Regions from separate parts of the Gossypium hirsutum genome. Here region 2 is linked to region 1. The links are chromatin contacts, called in public Hi-C maps. All regions are on one chromosome and are shown on one strand. The core of a region is the stretch at or near the end of the contact, and the rest is flanking DNA. Distances in the headings are between cores, read along the strand shown. Region 1 holds the start of LOC107918013 (aldehyde oxidase GLOX1). Region 2 has its middle 63 kb from the start of LOC107963463.

Region 1 (2,573 bases), core at 50-2,549:
ATATTGTTGATGTATAAATTTCATTGGATTATTATTGATAAAATAATTTAATATGATTTATTAATGGTATATTAAATATTATCTCTAAAATATTTTATATTGAAATTTAAGACATTCTATTAAAAATGTTTCTGATACTTAAAATTGTTCCAATTTTATTTTGATGTTTTTCGAATTTAAAACAAAGAAGCATTGCTTTTTCATGTTTTCCATTGGAAGTCTACAAATGATACGATTTGGACAAAAGCAACGTACAGAAAATATCTATAATTATTTAATTTAAGATCGGAATGAAGGAATTGTTAACCCAAGGATTACTTTAAGATTAATTCAAAAGTTTATCAAATATTTTATATAAAAGAATCACTTAATATACATTTGGTATTTGAATTCGATTTTTTTTAATTTAGTACATAAACTTAATACTTTTTTTTAGTTGGTACTTAATTTTTTGGGGGTTTAATTTGGTACATGAACTTGACTCCTTTTTCTAATTTGGCATTTATTCTATTTTTTTCGATTTGGTATTTGTCAAATGTTTTACAAATTACTCCAATATACTAAAAATATTTTTTTATGTGGTAACAAAAATAATCAATATATTTCCGATATATGACAGATAATATGATATTTTTTTGTATTTTTTATGTTCAATTACTTTTAGTTTTATTTATTTTATTAATTGAAAATAATGAATTCCTTTCAATTTGTGGTTTTAAAATTTTTTTATTTAATATTAATTCATTAAGCATAGCTCAATATCTATTTTTTAACATGAATTTACTCTAATACTGACAATATTTTTATAGCATAGTCAAAAAAAATTTTAACACTATTAGTATTTTACGTAATTTATATAACATTTAATAAATTTAGGTATTAAATTGAACATAAAAAAATTTAGATATCAAATTAGACCTGAAACAAATTTAAATACCAAATTAAAAAATATTAAGTTCATATACCAACCTAAAAAAATCTAATTATAAACTTTTTTTTAAGGCAAAATAAACAACAAAAGGAAAACGATAACCATTTGGACCAATTAACTCGATTAACCTAGCTTTAAGTTAAATGATAATTCCAAGTATAAATCCTATTGACCAATCACTGAATAGACGAAATGAAGAAGAAAAGAGAATATAAATACCAAAGTCAATTTAGTTACCAATTCTAAAATTATATTATCGATTTGCTAATCATTCAAACAATCTCATTTTAAAAAAAAAAAAAACTTGGAACATTCATATCCTAATTTTGAAACCAGAAACTAAACCATCGTTTTCATAAAGACAAACCACTACAAGCATCCCACGCAAGACCACATGGTGTGGGAGTCTCAAATCTCAAAGCCTTCATTGCTTCTCTCACCAAGTCCTTTATAAAAGAGTTCCCAAAGCTGACAAGCAGCCATAATATCATCTGCTAAACATATGGCAGAAATGTCAACCCTTTGTACATTTCTTTTCTCACTTCTACTCTTTGCCTCACATCCCCTTATCCTCCCCACTGCTGCCGACGGCCGGTGGCAGCTGCTACAAAAAAGCATTGGCATCTCATCCATGCACATGCAACTCCTTAAAAATGACCGTGTTGTTATGTATGATAGGACTGATTTCGGCCCATCCACTCTGCCATTGGCAAGTGGGAAATGCCACAATGACCCAACCAACACTGCTGTCCAAGTAGATTGTACGGCGCATTCAGTTGAGTATGATGTTTTGAGCAACAAGTTCAGGGCTCTTACTGTCCAAAGCAACGTTTGGTGTTCTTCAGGCGCCGTCATGCCTGACGGTAAATTGGTCCAAACCGGTGGTTTCAGCGACGGAGAACTTCGGGTCAGGGTTTTCAGCCCATGCGAAAGCTGCGACTGGCACGAAACACCAAATGGATTGGCGGCCAAAAGATGGTATGCTACCAATCATGTCTTGCCAGATGGAAGACAAATTGTTGTCGGCGGCCGAGAACAATTTAATTACGAGTTTGTTCCTAAAAACATAGCCGCCGACACGTTCAAGTTGCATTTCCTGTCGGAAACCAATGAACGAGGAGTAGAGAACAATCTCTACCCTTTTGTTTTTCTCAATGTCGATGGAAACCTGTTCATTTTCGCCAACAATCGAGCTATTTTGCTTGATTATGTGAACAACAAGGTGGTGAAAACTTACCCCAAAATACCAGGTGGGGAGCCAAGAAGCTATCCAAGCACAGGTTCGGCTGTATTGCTACCATTGAAGAACTTGACAGCCGCCACTATTCAAGCTGAAGTTTTAGTTTGTGGCGGTGCTCCAAAAGGATCATTTGTCCAAGCATTACAAGGTAAGTTCGTTAAAGCCTTGAACACTTGCGCCAGGATCTCAATAACCGACCCGAAACCAAAATGGGTCTTGGAAACTATGCCTTTAGCTAGAGTCATGGGTGACATGGTATTGCTTCCAAACGGCAAAGTTTTGGTCATCAACGGAGCACGTTCCGGGTCAGCAGGATGGGACTTAGGAAGGGACCCGGTCTTAAATCCAGTGTTATACATGCCTGATAATGAAATCGAGTCACGATTCAAGATACTAAACCCA
Region 2 (2,573 bases), core at 44-2,543, 490 kb before region 1:
ATGGCACTGGTATAGAGAAAGTCATAACTTTTGAGGACAATGACAAGGCAATGAATGACTAGAAAGGTAATTACAACAAAGTTTCTATGTCTAGAGTCATGCTCTTTACATTATTAATGGTTGTAGCAACTGGTTTAGGTGCAGTTTCGTTTTTCTTTGTGGTGAGGGAGAGGGTTAGCAATGGGACAATGAGGGAGAGGGAAAGAATCAAAGTAGGAGGGAGGGATGGTGCGGAAGAGGGGGAGAGGGAGAGAGAATCAAAGTAGGGAGGGATGGTGGGGAAGAGGGAAAGGGAGAGGGATGAGAGGGGATGGAAAATGGTAGGTTGGTTAAGTCTGTAATGGAATTGTAATGGAAAATAGTAGCTCCGTTACGTCTGTAACTGAAAATGGTTAATGGTGACTGTTTTGTTATTTTTTGAAAATTGAGTGACTGAATTGAAACTTGAGTGACTGTTTTGTCAGCTACCCTAAAATTAAGTGATTATTGGTGTAATTTACCCAAAATAAGATTTTAAAAATAATATTTATCTTGTTAAAATATTATAAAAAACAATTCAAAAATACAAAATGATCACCTCTATATCAATTTATTAAATATTAACACTTATATATAGAGAGAGAGAATCATTTAATATACTTGTATTAAAAAAATATAGCTAACAAAAAAATTAAAACAAGAGTGTAATAACATCACTTAAACCTTTTTAATATGTTTATTTTCCAAGGGAGGTTCAAGGGAAGGGAATATATGAAAAGAACTGCATTTATTATAAAACCACTGAAAGTTTAGGCGCTGCCCCCTGCTTGGTTTTTGCTTCTATTATCTCCAAAAGCTACCCACTCTTTGAAGCATGTTCGCAAATTAAAATTGCATCATCTTCTTCATTTTCTAGTCTTTGACATATATACAATGCTATGTTAACTTTATTTTTCTTCTGCATAATTTATACCTTTTCAGAAGAAAGTTGTAATTACAATTATGATAAATATAATTACATTCAATTAAATTTAAATAGAAGAAATTTTAAGAAATTTACAGACAGTACTTAATCAATTTAGATTTAATGCCACCATTTCTCACTACATCCTAATAGTTTCAATCCATGGGGGAAAAAATTTCGTATTTCTTGAGAACTGTTCAAAGCAAAATCTTGGGTTAAAGCTTGTCGTACAAAACTACTGTTATGGGGCGTAGGTTAGGGGAGATTTGAGGCATAGAAGAGAGAGCTGGTCCCCCGTTGGGGCATAGAAGAGAGAGAGAGATAATGAAGGTTAGGGATGGGGTTAGAGAGTGGACCCACTGGGCTTTGCATGTGATCAACATGATTGACTTCATTTCTAGGCCTTAAACGTGTAGAGTATTAGGGTTTTTCACCCTTTCAGTTTCACCATATTATTGGTTTAATTCGGCATTTCATTACATAATTGTCTTATCACGTGCCTACACCCCTACTACACCTCTTTTAACCATCATATGGTACACCCATTATGTGATGAAAAAATAATACAAAAATATTCAAATAATAATTTCTTTTGAAAAAAATAATAATTATTGACAGAATTATGAAAATATAAATATTTTTGTTAATTAAATTTTAGTTGTGTTGGTAAAGTTCACACGTTAAAATTTTGTACACCTAAATTCAATCCATAGAAGAGTGATTTTTCTAAAAATAAATATTAATTACCTATGTGGTTCTTCTAATATATTATTTTTAAAAAAATTTAAATTTTTGATAATTTTATAATTGAATTCATACTATTAATTTGACTATATACATCGTTTAAAACAACTGATGATGTGTTGTATATAATACAAACATTTTAGAAGTATTTATATTTTAAGGTTAAGGGCTTATCCATCCATGTATCCAATATTGAATATAGAGAGAAAAAGCAAATCCAATATATAAATGGGTCTGATGGGTCTATATTATCTACAGCAATCCAAACACTAACACGAGATTAGTATATATTAAAAATTTTATCACACTAGTAATGTGTTCTTAAAAATAATATATAATAAATAATAAAATATATAATTTGAAATTAATTAATAATAACATATAAAATATGTATAATATTAGATTAAATTGTAACTAAAATAAAATTTAAATACATAAGTACATTAGATTAAGAATACTAAATGAATATATCAGTACTAAGTTGGTTTTGAGTTAATTCATGATATCAACTCAGTTAATAACATAAATAATAATATAAATATAGATACAATTGATGGAGGTAATAAAATATGCATGATACAATTAAATTGTAAATATAATATTAAGATAAAGCATTGGTTCAATAGTAATATTAATATTTTATTGATTTAAATAAAATGGGTTTAAACCCCACCATTTTCAAATTTGTTATTGGGTTTTGTTAAATAAAAAGATAAAAGTACCTTTGAATAATATAACTTAATTTTATTACAAAAGAATATTTCTGTAATTTTTCTAACCGAGTTGGTACCTGGCTAACTCGTGACATAAATTCACTTAGAGACTTAAATAGTAGTATAAATATACAATTGATAGAGATAATAAATTGTGCATATTAAAATAAAAA

The links. Hi-C and Micro-C count contacts between places; a contact is called where the count stands out from the background.
Region 2: a contact with region 1 is called in a Hi-C map of leaf, with 2.8 times the contacts expected there. The contact joins the enhancer-like site here to the promoter of LOC107918013 in region 1. A contact is called at or near these places in 3 of 34 Hi-C or Micro-C datasets (leaf and petal).

What each region holds. Positions count from the first base shown.
Region 1 is chrA01:23,027,209-23,029,781 of Gossypium_hirsutum_v2.1, reverse strand. LOC107918013 (aldehyde oxidase GLOX1) reads left to right here and starts at 1,299. Exons shown (of 2, transcript XM_041111670.1): 1 at 1,299-2,573. The coding sequence starts at 1,434.
Region 2 is chrA01:23,517,946-23,520,518 of Gossypium_hirsutum_v2.1, reverse strand. No RefSeq gene overlaps it. Among protein-coding and RNA genes, the nearest start is that of LOC107963463, 63 kb to the left of the region's middle. Within about 2 kb of position 1,293, at least 2 of the 9 cell types and tissues checked have an H3K27ac peak or open chromatin away from gene starts, as enhancers often do. A contact at or near this core is called in leaf, where this site is marked.